Linked DNA regions of Zea mays: region 1 is linked to region 2. A link is a contact called in public Hi-C data. All regions are on one chromosome and are shown on one strand. The core of a region is the stretch at or near the end of the contact, and the rest is flanking DNA. Distances in the headings are between cores, read along the strand shown.

Evidence for each region. A called contact is a pair of places that touch in the nucleus more often than the background predicts.
Region 1: a Hi-C map of ear shows a contact between it and region 2, with 2.2 times the contacts expected there. The contact joins the promoter of LOC100194230 here to the enhancer-like site in region 2. A contact is called at or near these places in 2 of 25 Hi-C or Micro-C datasets (ear and leaf mesophyll).

The regions. Positions count from the first base shown.
Region 1 is chr6:130,863,390-130,870,550 of Zm-B73-REFERENCE-NAM-5.0, forward strand. LOC100194230 (Adenine nucleotide alpha hydrolase-like superfamily protein) reads left to right here and starts at 3,050. Exons shown (of 4, transcript NM_001359434.1): 1 at 3,050-3,441; 2 at 4,582-4,700; 3 at 4,813-4,928; 4 at 4,999-5,467. The coding sequence starts at 3,153. The coding sequence ends at 5,278.
Region 2 is chr6:130,555,437-130,562,224 of Zm-B73-REFERENCE-NAM-5.0, forward strand. No RefSeq gene overlaps it. Among protein-coding and RNA genes, the nearest start is that of LOC103631385, 63 kb to the left of the region's middle. Within about 2 kb of position 5,180, at least 7 of the 20 cell types and tissues checked have an H3K27ac peak or open chromatin away from gene starts, as enhancers often do. A contact at or near this core is called in ear and leaf mesophyll, where this site is marked.

The DNA of each region.
Region 1 (7,161 bases), core at 1,800-4,299, 310 kb after region 2:
GGTGATTAGGCGTAATCTAAAATTTACAACTTTAAACACACACTACAAGTCGGGGTTAGCATTAGAACTTAAATCAAGTCCGGGAGAGAGGGAAAACAAATCAAATGGAAATTAAGCGAATGAACACGATGATTTGTTTTACCGAGGTTCGGTTCTAAGGAACCTAGTCCCCGTTGAGGAGGTCACAAAGACTGGGTCTATTCCAACCCTTTCCCTCTGTCAAACGGCCACGTAGACCGAGTGAGCCTTTCCCTTAATCAATCGGGTCACTAAGACCCCACAAGAACCACCACACACTTGGTATCTCTTGCTTTGATTACACGTCACTTGAGAACAAGAATGAGAAAGAAGAAAGGCAATCCAAGAGGCAAAAGCTCAAAAGAACACGAAATCACTCTCTCACAAGTCACTAAGTATTTGAGATGAATTTGAAACTTGGAGAGGCTTTGATCTTTTGAATTGTGTCTAGGAGTGAATGCTAGAGCTCTTGTATTGAATGTGATATTCATAAATCTTGGATGCTTGGAGTTGTGGTGGTTGGGGGTATTTATAGCCCTCAACCACCAAAGTAGCCGTTGGGGAGGTTGCTGGCGATAGGCGCACCGGACAGCCCGGTGCCCCACCGGACATGCCCTGTTCACTGTCCGTTGCGTCGCCACATCACCCAATCGTTAGGGTTCAGAGCGAAGTCGACCGTTGGGGCTTTGTCTCCTTGCGGCACCGGACAATCCGGTGCCACATCAGACACTGTCCGGTGTGCCTTTGACTCTGCGGCTCTGACTTTGCACGCACTGTTCTTCACTGTTACTGTCAGCGGCTTTTGCAGTCGACCGTTGGAGTGAGTAGCCGTTGCTCTGCTGGCACACCGGACAATCCAGTGGCACACCGGACAGCCCGGTGAATTATAGCGTTGCGTGGCTCAGTTTTCCGAGAGTGGCTGGTTCATCTTCGTAAGGACATGGTGCACCGGACACTGTCTGGTGGCACACCGGACAGTCCGGTGCGCCTGTCCACAGCACACTCAAGTCCTTTTTGCTCTTTTTGAATTGGGTCCCTAACTTGAATATTTATTGGTTTGTATTGAACCTTATGCACCTGTAAAACATGTATTCTAGAGCAAACTAGTTAGTCCATATGTTTGTGTTGGACATTTAACCACCAAAATTAATTGTAGAAAAATGTTAACCCTATTTCCCTTTCAAAGAGGAAGCTTAGAAAGTGGCAGTCTGGCAGATTGGAGGGAGGAGCGGTGAGAAGGTTGAATCATAGCAGACGACGTAAAGCTCCAATTAATGGTGGCAATGGCGAGTTGCAGCAAATATGGTTAGGAGTAGGGATGTAGGGACCGATGAAGCGTTATATATGTGAGGAGAAGCGAGAACACGAGCACGAGCGTGAATTCACTGTGACCGGTGTCATAGTATCCGCACGGGTGGTGAGCACCACCATGGGTGGCCAACTAGAAGAGAGGAAGGGAAGGGGGGGCGTCCGACACCTCGCTATAGGGCCTAGGACAACATGAAGCGACACGCAGAGGCTGACATGCGAGCCGAGAAGAGAAAAAAGTTTAAAATTCAAAACTTTAAAATCAGTTGCTATAAACTTTACCTAAAAATAAGCATTAGAAAGGTAAAATAAGAGGATCCCGTATCCGTCAAGAACATCCACATAGCTATTTTAGTTTGATCGCAACTTAAAAGGACAAAAAACGCTCAATTTCGAATCTTGTACGAATTTTTAGGTTGATCAAATAATTCCTAAAAACTGAGCAAAATTTTTTTTGTGAAAATCATGTTTTGTCATTGAGTATTTTTTAATGTAACAAAGCACATCAAAAGCCACATTGTAAAAATTCTGAATTACTAACTATAACGACGCTCATTTTTTTATGCTAACGATAACTGTAATGGTCTAGACGTACGTAGGATAAAGAGGTTTAGTAATTGGCTTTTATCATAAATATAGCAGCTAGGACAAGAATGCCGCGCAAGTCTGTCCCAAGGGCGGGCACATAGGAGGCTGGAGAGGGCCCAAAAGCTAGCGGTCTGTGTAGTACAACGCGTATAGAACAAGCCCACTCCTCAGAGCCCATTGGGCCTGTACCGACCCCGAACAAACAAGAAGTAGGTCCCGCCAGGGCCTCATCCAGAAACACAACACAGCCCATTGGTGCGTTGGCTAAGAATACAGCCCAGGTATGCTACGCAGGCTGCCTCGGCGAGGTGTCCGGCGAACGGTTCAACGATGCCGTGTGGTGCCATGCCACAGCCTGATCCGCGAGCATATTCCACTCCCGGTCCACGCCTTGCACAATCAATCAATCATCATCATCTATGTGTAAATATATATATGTGCATGCATTACTATTACTATTCTTAACACAATGGGCGATGTTCCTATATATATATTCTACGTGCCCCAGCGTCAGAACTAATAAACCATCCATTTCTTTGTACCAGTCATCAACTGCATGAGCGAGGACATCTTTTGGTACGGTGGAGATGGAGGACAATCGCCCAATCTGTTACAAGTGTGTTGTGCTTGTGCCTAGGCAAGCTGGCCTTGCTAGTAAAGATCGGATACTAGTTGTTTCAAAAGTATGATCTGCACTATAGAGTGTACTGTTCGCAGAGTTTGTTTGAATATGAGTATGAGTAAGCTGCTGAAGGTAGTCTTAGGGATTGTTGCTGAAGGTAGTCTTAGGGATTGTTTATGAGCAGTCTGTTGTAGGTTCAGTTTTTTTAGGAATTTTTTAACAACAACCTCAATAAAACGCTTTAGGAAATAAATTTTTAGTGTTCTTTTGAAGTTGCTCATCATAATATCAGTAGGATCAGATTACCATTTCACAGATGAACACATTACCAGCGCAGCCAGCAGAATTTGTGTACAAACCTTTGCTAGCTGCAGGACCCAGCGACCGAACAAGAACAACAGTATATACCTCGAAAATATCACAAGAATAACATCCCAGCCCAGAGCCCCAGACGACCAAATATATATATCTTCGTCCAGCACGGCCGTACACACACCGGCACCACGCGCCAGACGACGACTCCTGCTCCTGCTCGATCGTCTTCACATCCCTCTACCTCACGTCCTCACCTGGCCAGGGCCCGGCGGCCGGGTTAATCCAAGGCGCGCGCGCGTGCATGGCAGAGGCCGGTGGCGGTGGCGTCGACCAGGACGCCGGTAGCCTGCCGAGCCACACCAACGGTGTTGGCGGCGGCGGCAGCAGCACGTGGGAGATAGAGGAGCTGGAGCCGGATGACGGAAGACCGCCGCGGAGCGTCCCGGTCGCCGACGACGTGTACGTGGCGGTCGGCAGCGGCGGCTCCAGCATGGCGGCTCTGTCCTGGGCGCTGCGCCGCCTCGCCAAGCCGCGCAGCTTCGTCTACCTCGTCCACGTCTTCCCCGTCGTCACCAGCATACCCACCCCATGTGAGCCTACTACTGCTTGGTCTCTCTCCCCTCTTCTGCTTCTGCCTCATCATCTTCGTTTCTTCTACTAAATAACATGTCGTACTACTGATTTACGATTGATGATTATAACTTCATCACTAGAATAATTCAGATTGTTGCGTGTACTGATCAGTAGTGTTCCCTGACTGGGGATCCAGATCAAACTGCTTCCTCGATCCGAAATTCTAGCCCAATGTTTCCTCAAGCCCAACCTCAACATCGAAACAACTAACGCTGTAATTTGCAAACGAAGCCTTGTTTCCAAGCGATAAAAGATGTGGCCTCACGTCCGGACTAGTTTTTTTTTTTGCTCGCGTGGTTGAAACTTTCAAAGGTGTCGTCCTCACAAATTAAAGCCGGAATTTTCTTCATGGAGGCTTTTGTAAATTACATTGGGTTTAGCCCCGTCGCAGATCTGCAACAGCAAAATTCCAAGCCGTTGATGCTGACCTCGTAGCCTAGCTAGCCTAGGAGTCGTCGGAGACGCGAACAAAGCCACACATCATATCAGCATGGTGTTAGGTAGGTCCTGTGGCTCCTAATTGTAGGAGTATTTTTCTTTCTATGTTTTCTTTGGCAAACCAGTAGTAATAATGGGATCTGTTTGATCATCCCGTGAAATTATTGGGTTCTACTTCTAATCAAGCTGTTTCCATCGAAACACTTGGGTTTTAATCAGAGTCCTGTCCTGTGGGCGGTTCCATCAGACCTCACCTCACCTGGGTGAAGCACTCGGAATAAAGATAATATGCATTCATTATTTGAGATCCTGACAGCGAGTGCCAACGAGATTCGTGGACCATATATATACAGCGTACAGGAATACTGGAATGCCAAAGAAAAAAAAAAGCAGGTTTCTGAATGTGTTACTTACTGCCCATATGCTGCGTCTGACTATATATATTTAAGCAACATTCAGTTTAAGGGTTTGTTCGGTTAGCTCTCAATCCATATGGATTGAGTGAGATTGTGTGAGTTTAAATCCCAACCAAGTCAAATTTATTCTTAATTTTTTCCAATTTCATCAAATTCATGGGTAACTGGATTAACCGAACAAGCCTAAAAGGTAATAAATCCGTATTAACGAACCTGACACCGTCGTCTCGGTTTCTGAAATAGTAGGAATGATGCCTAAGAGCCAAGCAAGCCCGGAGCAGATCGAAACGTACCTGAACCAAGAGAGATCGAAGAGGCGAGACATGCTGCAGAAATTCTTGGACCAGTGCCGCGAGATTCAGGTAAGCAGCAGCCGGACCAGTTCTTGTTTCTCAAGCTCTTGCTTTGAGTTGGAGAAGAAGAAGAGAAAAAACTCAACACTCGAACTTGTTCCTGTTCTCTTCCCATACGCAGGTTACCGTTGACGTCTACCTCATCGAAAGTGATCAGATTGCTAACGCGATCATCGAGCTTGTTCCTGTTCTTCGCATAAGTCAACTGGTACTAGGCGTCTCAAAGTCAAATGTGCGGTAAGGTCTACCAGCTGGCTTTCAAGTAAACAGAACACACGAAACTGGCTTTCAAAATGGACACATGCAGGAAGCTGAAGAAAGGAACCACGATAGCAGGACAGGTACACAAGGGCGCACCTCTCTACTGCGAAGTCAAGATCATCTGCGACGGCAAAGAGGTGACGACTGCTGACCCAACGCCACCGCTGTCACCTTCCCCTGTTAACAACAACAGCAGCAGCAGCAGATCCAACAACCCGACACCACCGTCGTCTACGCCGAATCATGATACAACAGCTGCAAACGGTGACAGGAAAGACAGAGAAAGAAGGAAAATCACAAAGTTCCTGAGATGTTTCTCGCTATGAATTTGTGCCCACATTCCTGCTTCATTAATTTACCTTCTCAGAGCTAGCACATTTGTATGCATCGTGATTGGGCATCGTAATTTTGTGATCAACATTTTTACTAATGTTTTTGTTACACGAAGTTCTTGGTTTCTTGTGTAGACAAATGAGATTTTCATGTATGTGCGGAAACACTTTAGCATTTTTTTCAGTTTTGTTGTTGTTGTTGTTAGAAGTCAAACTTGAGATGTTTTGGCACTCCAATAAAGTTGGATTGAGTCTTCTTCATATCTTCTATTTCTTCAATCTCTGACTTCTCCCGTCCATCCTTCACTAGGAACAGACGATAGGCATTATGCTCGTAAACTATGTCCCGAGTGTGCATATAACTGGAAACAATGTTAAAAACAATCATTGTCGTTTGTGTTGCATCGGTACGTTGCAAAGTGGTCTATTCAAGCTGAAGGATGTTCTCAGTGAGCGCATGATGGTTGTTGGTGTAATTATGAACAAATGTAAAGGTCTATTTGTAAAGTAGTGAAGTATAATGGAGGGGAAAAGGTGCTGTGAAAGTAACACACACCAGAAAAACTACATAGTATACAGAGCTAGGTTTCTCCACTCCCGCAGCCCGCCGCCGCTCCCACAGCCCGCGCCCCGACGCGCGCAGCCCACGCCGTTGCTGGCCCCGACGTGCGCCGCCTCCTCCCAAAGCGCGTGCACCGCCACGTCGCCTGCGCCGCTCCCGACGCGCGCAGCCGGCCCCACCGCATAGAAGGCAAAGGGAGTGACGAGAGCGAAGAGCAGCGGCTCACCGTCTCCGCATGGGCCGGCTAGGCACAGTCGCGCGGTCACCAGCAGCAGACCGCATCGAGTCGCCAACCGCAGCGCCCTGCCACCTCCACGCATCGCCACTCCGACGAACGAGCTGCTGCTAACTTGCGTCTGCATCCTGTCTACACGGAGGCTGAAACAGGAGGAAAGGAGGAGAGGAGGACGAGATCTACGAGTGGAGTAGAGAGCTCGAGAGGCTGCGGTCTGAGTGGAGAGCTCGAGAGGCTGCGAGAAAGGAGTCGAGTGTGTGACTCTGTGCTTCTGTAAAAATGAGTACAGAGGAGGCTGCGAAGAAGACAGAAATTGATGGTAGTGGTTCAGGAGGGATTACAAAGAGTGAGATGATGAGTGAAATGAGAAGTATCATCCAGGAGCTCATGGGGTTAGGGTTGATTGGTGCTAGGGCAAATATAGGTACATCTGAGTTGAAGTTGGAACTTGTGCCTAATGATGTGAAGCTAGAAGGTAGTAAGAATTATCTAAGCTGGTCTAGAAGAGTGCGTGTACTCCTAGGAGGCAAGGGAGTGGAGCATTATTTGGAGGAGACATGTGTTGAGCCGATTGATAAGCTCGACGCAGAATGGAGAATCTGGCAGGAGACAAACTCTGTGATAGTTGCATGGTTACTGGCATCCATGTCTCCCACTGTTAGCAAGAGGGTGGAAGCCATGCGTACTGCATCACAAATCTGGAACACCTTGAGTAATATATATTCTCGAAAGGGGAATGTGATGGTGATGATGGAAATTCAGAACAAGGCAGATGCAGTAAAGCAGATGGGGAGACCAGTGGAACAATATGCTAGTGAGCTCCAGCACTTATGGGGAGAGCTGGATCATTATGCTCCTCTCCAAATGGTTTGCCCACAGGATGCACAAATGGTTCATAAGTGGGTAGAGGATAGGAGAGTGACCCACTTTCTAAAGAATCTGGATTCTGAGTTTGAGAGCAGGAGAGCAGCCTTTTGTCACCAGGAGAGTCTTCCTACCATGGATGAGGTTGTGTTTGCCATGATAGATGAAGAGAGCATACTTTGAGTGATGAGTAGTGGTAATCATGTGAAGCCAGCA
Region 2 (6,788 bases), core at 3,930-6,429:
GGGAGTTGCCGGCGTGCTGTCTCGACCGTCCCTGGGTTGTGCCACCAGTTGAAGCCGTTGCCGACTCAACTCTAGTGGTCTGACTTCGTGCAGGGATGCCATGATCCCGATCATACTCTTCTCGGCACCGGATCTCGTTCTCATGTCGTCGTTCGCGTGAAGCATTGATGGAGCTTCGCGCGTCCCGCCGACTATTGATGGCGTGCCGTAGATCGCTCGGAGGATGAGCAAGAGGCAGAAGATGATTAGCTGCCCGGGTGAGCAGCCGCCGATAGCCCTCAGCGTCTGGAGTCCAGGGGAGGCCATCAGCTATCTGAGCCAACACTCCACCGACCTCGCTCGGCGTGTTCATGGCTCGGGCGAAGTCAGGGTTTAGGTTTCGTCCGAAGAGAGGGTTCTCTTGGCGTTGTCTCGCATCCTGCTCGGCTTGCTCTTGAGCCTGCCGACGATCACATTGGCGGGAGTTCCTCCTTTCCCTGAAGACTCGTTCATCAGGAGTTTCTCCCACCTATGAGATCTCATCTCGAGATACAGGCTGTGCCGGGTCTCGTTCTCCGGCTTCATGATGTCGCCAAACGTTTCGGCGTCGGTTCCTCCGTCGGCGAGCTTCTCGCTGAGGAGGTTCTTCCCCAAGCATGGTTGGTTCGTCGTCGGAGATGGGGGATGATTCCACTCTTCCCCCGATGAAGAGGACGTCGAGGTAGAATGGAGTTGTCGTGACGACAAGCTTCTCTCTGTCCTCCTTTGAAGGTGTCAGAAGAGCAGCTTGATGGGCCTTTGTCTCGTTTGCTTCTTTTTTTTCCTTGAAATCCGTGTCCATTTTTCCGTGGATGAGGTGGACAATGGGGTTCTCTAGGTAGATGAATTCTCTATTCCTGGCTTGCAGGAGGTAGTCTTCGCCCGGGGCACTGGAAGTTGCGCTTTTTCCTGCTCCGTTCCGGCTTTTTCGGAGATTTTCAAGGAAGGCTTCTTCTTCGGTGGATCCGCTATACGATGCAAAATTCCTTCTTCGTCTGCCACGGATGAGACGGTTCTGAAGCAGAACACGGATCCAGGTCGGAGGACAATCTTGTGTTGGAAAACGATGGCCATTGAGCTAGCTTGGATCAGCGACACACCCCTACCTGGCGCGCCAGCTGACGGCGTTTGGGACCCGACCGCGCACCCGGGGTTACCCCTCGAGGTGCTTTTGGGTAGGACGGTGTTACCGACTGTAGCTCGATGGTTCGTGCTAGGCGCACGAGAGACGATAGACAATTTTATACAGGTTCGGGCCGCTTAGAGAGGCGTAACACCCTACTTCCTGGTGTGGATCTTTATGTGGCGGGTTTACAAGGGGATTCTCTAGTATGAAGGATGCTAGAGAATGGAGTAGATGGCTAATGAGTGACCCGTCTTTTGATGGGGTGCCCCCTAGGCCTTATATACTCGACCGTGGGGCGTTACATGCGGGTATGATAACAACGTGCACCTAAGTAATAGTGAACCGACTGAACTTATCTTTCTATAATCATGCCGACTTATCCTCATTTAGCTCCGACGTCTGAGGGCGATGCGCGGGAGAATCGGATCACTGCTGTGGATAATGCTTAAACCCATTGAGCCGTCTGGGCTCGAGTCTATCCCATCTTGCGTCAATCCATTCCGCCAGCGATTCCTCCCCTGGCCCACGAAGGTATGGCCTTACGAAGTAATGAGCCCAAAGCCTTTCGCGAGGCCTTCTAGTGGACCCGGGGGATATCTGTCCCCCACAACTCCAACTAACCAGGTGACGGATATGTGTGACAGATGTTGAACAATGTTTGATTTCGAACTATGTCAATGTTGATGTCAAAGACTGTGAATGTGGATTTCGAACTATGTAAATGTGGATATTGAACTATGATGATATTTGAATCAATGTGGATTTGAAATTATATGTGATGTTGCAATGTGTTTGTGAATGTGAATTGATGTTTGAGAATGTAATTTTGAATGTGATTTCCCTGTATGAGAGTATGTGTGATAATCTGAAAATATGAAATCTGTGTATTTTTGTAAATGTGAGAAATGAAAAAATAGGGGGTTTTCTGCCCTTGCTGGAAACTGTTATGTCCGACAACATTTAATAGCCATCGGAGATAAGACAACCCTTATGTACGACGGCTACTAAAGATCGTTGGACCTTAAACCGGTGAAATTCGATGGCCTCCATGCAAGCCGTTAGACATAAGGCACGCTATGTCCGACAGAACTAAAGGTGTTGTGTAACACCCCTGGTGTTACCAAAACTAAAATTTGGCATGACATCATATGCATTGGCATCTTTGTATTGTAATACACCTAGAATGCATTCACTAGACTCAAAAACAATCTAAGTGTGATGGGGTGATTAGTAGAGAGTAGAAAACCTAGTTGTGAAAAACTCAACTTTGACCTCAAAAGTGGAAATTGTGATCTGGTAATATTTTGCCAAAGGTCAAAATATTAAAGTCATAGAATTTTCTAAACCAAACAAGTTTCATGTGTGGAGATTTCTAAGTTTTATAGTAAAAAGTGGAGAAACACTTGAAACCAATTCTTGACATAGGGTTTTGAATTCTGAAAAACATTAGCAATTAGCTACCTTGGGGACCTTTGTAACTTCTGATTTATAGACAGTTTGAAAGCGGTCATTGTAGCAAAGCTGTAGAGCTATACTAGGTGCATAAACTTGATTAAGTTACTCAGCCCTAAAACCATATGGAATTGTTTGTAAACCTTGCTCCAAAGTGGAATGTTTAATCCTGAAATTCTGACTTAGTGACAGTTCAGAACTCGAGTTTTTGCAGTGTGAAGCAACTTTGGAGGCTTGTTAGTGGCTAATCTATACAGTTCTGGACTTGGGGTATTGTAACAAAGTTGAGATCACATTTTAGTGTATAAGTTTACTTAAGGTACATACCCTTAAAGTCATTTGAAACTGGTAGCAAAACTGTTCCAAAGATTCAAGTTTTAATTCTGGATTCCAGACTTAGTGCAAATTCAGATTCTGAATTTGTGTGTTTGGTCCAATTTGGGAACCCTTTTGTGCTTTATCTGTGAGGCATTAAGCCATACTCCTTGCAACAAAGTTGAAGAGTATCTATTAGGGTACAAGTTTGTTCAAGGAAGATTGGCTTGGTGCTATATAAAAAAATGGAGCAAAAGGTGCTAGAAGATGGGTTGACAGACTGTTAGAGTGTTAGACAGTGAATAGTAACTGAAATCGAGTTTCAGTGTTTGGCTCAACTTTGGAGCTGTGTGGTGCCTGTTCTAGATGGTTTTGGACTGGGATCTTTATAGCAAGTTTTAAGATTATATGTTAATGAGAAAGTCCCTTTAAGTAAGTTTAGTTTGATTCCACACAAAAAGTGAAGAAAAGACTACACCAAAAAGTGGAACTATCAGACTGAGTCTGATTTAGTTTTAGATCACTGAATATGGTCTCTGTAAATTGGGGTTGACTTTGAGGCCTCCTAACCTGTGATTCTTGTGTAATTAGCCCTGGAAGACTATAGTAAAGTTTAAGACCTATAGTTGGTGCACAATGTTGCTTAAGTAAGATAGGTCTGTTCTTATATGGAAAATGGGAGAAAGGGGGAAGGAACTTGGCTCTGTAGTGAACTGAACAAGTTCTGAGCAGTCCAAAAACCTGGAAATATCTCCATCCACTAACTAATCTAGGAAGTGCTGGGTGTGTGGCATGCAAAGGGGCTGGTGTAGAAGAGGGTGTCACCTGCCATTGCTTCACACCACTTGGGATGAACTTGAGGAGGTGTAAAAGTCCATTTCCTAGCTGACTCAGCTAGTTAGCTGCTGCCTTGATGTCCAACATGCAGCAAGGGAGCTTCAACTTTTTTCCTTTGTGTCTTTCTTGGCGTGGTGGACATGCAGAGAGTATGTGGAGCACCCCGGCCGTTGTTTGTCTCTGTGTTAACCCCAGTAAAAACCCCAACAGCCCCAACCATTGTGACTCCTTGCCATTGTAACTTAAGACACCAACCCGAGCTCCCTAGGCCTTTGTTAATTTTCTACTCTCACCGTGCCATGCCCTTCACGTACGTCTAGGTCAGGTCCTCAAGCCCTCTCCACCCCTCTAATTCCCTGTGAAAGCTTGAACACAAAGTGAGCCCTGGCAGTGGTGACCACATCAACAAATCCCTCGACTCATCGTGGCCAGCTTCCCCTGGAAGGTAATATGCTCGGTTTGTTCACATTTCATAACCCATGTGTGATGGTGATGCCCACGATGTTGTCCTTTTGAATGCTACCGTGGTACCCCGACCAAAACGCTGTCGAGTTTTGTCTAGAACGCCGCCGCGGGCCATCTTCACTTCGATCAGCTGAACCATAGTTTCTCCGAGCCAAACCATGTGAGCACCGTGTGCTAGATGGATACTGATGCTCGTTGTAGCTTTAGGTTGAACTCTATCGTATTGCAAATATCCGTCTGCAACCATATTCATGGTTGCAACCAATATCTGCCCGCGATCGTACCCGCGGGTAGATATTTATATCCATGCCTGTGCCCATCGAATTTCGGACGGGTTTTGGATATCCGTCGGATATGGCAGACACAATCATTTATTCAACAATTCAATAGCATAATTAGTCAAATTTCTTCTCAATTCATCATCATACACAATTAAAACTTAATAAAAAGAATTATTATGGGCTTGCGGGCCTCAGTTAGGAGCACTAGAGCTTGGAAGGGCCAACCGTTAGTGGTGCTACGGTCTATGAGACTTAGAAGGGCCACGGGGCACAACACAGGAAGCCAGCAAGACTGTAAGGGGTAGCCAACAGTTGGAAATTGGGAGTATTAGGCGTGGTGGGGTTTATGGTGTTAGGATTTGTTATTTGCTATGTAATATGTGCTAGGCCAAAAAAATACACTATGGGTCAATTTTGGATATCCAACGGATAACCCGCGGGTAGAAGGTAATATCATAATCCGTGCTCGTCCGACTTCGGGTCAGATTCAGGTCTGACCCACGGGTCAAAACATGTATCCATATCTGGCTCCGTCAGGTCGGATATCTGATCGATATTCAAATCTATGGGTCAAATTGTCATCCCTAGGTTTTGGTGCAGTGTCAGAGAGACGCGGGAATAGTGCTCGGGGCTCTTAATTAGTTAGTTGATTCGGCAAGGAGGTTTATGCAAAGCGTGTACCGTGGGCGCGGGCTGCGGCACGGGGCTGATTTTCGGTGCGTCCGTGGGTTGAACCAGTAGCTTTCGGCCTAGCACTGTTGATAGATTTTCCTTTTCTTTTTACTAGTAAGTTGTAAAATCCACTAAAAACTGTAGAAAATGCAAAAAAAATGTGAAACCAAATTTTTAGGGTCCACAAAATTTTGTAGTTTCTGCTAAAGTTATTTTTAGAATTTCTACAGCAGAGAGTAAATTTTAGATAATTAAAAAGTGCTCTTGAAAGGCTTAAATGAATTTTAGAAATAAAAGAAGAGCACCAAAAAATATGAAAATTTGTGGAAAAACTATGTATCACTATATTAGCACTTGGTAAAAAATTGGAACCTGTTTGGAGTTGGTTTGCCCAGAAAACCTTGAAATAGCTAAAAAGAGAAATATTAAATCCACAAATTTAGTGTTAATGTATGTCTAGAAGAAGTTGGACCATATAAATTTGTTGGGTAGCAAGATCAGTGAATTTAAGTATGTGTGACCCTTTGGTTTGTCTAAATAAGTTCAGTTTGGTCACTTTCCTCAGGTTTTATGTTATGTAAGAGTATATGTATACTTGTCATATGCGTTGTTTTGTGGTGTTTATGTTCCCCACCTCTCCCTTGTGAGAGTTTGCATTGCATATCATTACATAGGCATTCATGTATTGTAATTGACTTGTAGAACACTTAGAAGAAGAAGTTGAAGTGGAATCGGAAGAGGAACTAGTTCCTCAATCTGAAGCTTCTCCATCTGAAGTTCCTCCTGAAGGTGCTCTAGTGGGTTTTGCTGCTAACTACAATATACTGGTAGAAGAGTCTGATTCTCCTCCTCATCAAGGCAAGCCCCAGTGCATTTAACAAGTTCCTTGTGATTTCAAAACTTTTATCACTTATATGATGTATTAGGTGATAGGAGTTTAATGATTAAGCCTTTGTTGCATAACTTTCCTTGAACTATTGATTATCATTATTGATACCTGATTTACAAAGCTAAATATTCTTAGTATGCCTATAGATTAGGAACAAAATGTTTTGATGAATGAATCGTGGTTTTTACAAAGAAAATGGGCTTGGAGCAAAGGCCTTGACGACTTAATCATTCAAGCAGGGTACCTCTGACAAGTACAAGTTTTAAAGAATTGTTTAAAATGAGACCAGACGTTGAGCAGGAAAGGTTGCCCGTCTGTGTCGTTTAAGGACCGTAATGATTGTTGGCTTGCATGATCTAGGACCTTTTAATTGGCCACATGCCTCATCATGGGTAAGCTTAGCCTCGACCGGACCAATACCAGAAAGAACAGAGAGATGGTGAGAGTATCATGTATCCACCTAGCAAAAGGCTGGCTGGTGATGTATTGTGCTCTTGGTTGGTGGGAACCCATTATGGTCTTGAGAAACCCAGGTGCGAGTTGACATATGCAAGGGTTAAGTGCTACATATGTCGTGCGGTTGGAGATCCCCATCTGGGTATTAATCCATCTAGATCACTGTTACTTCTCGGATATGAAGACTGGATCACTAACCATCATCGTAGATAAGGAGTAAAACTAGTTTGTTTTATGTAAAAGAAAGCTAGATTAGGCCAAGTGAATGAGCTAGAAT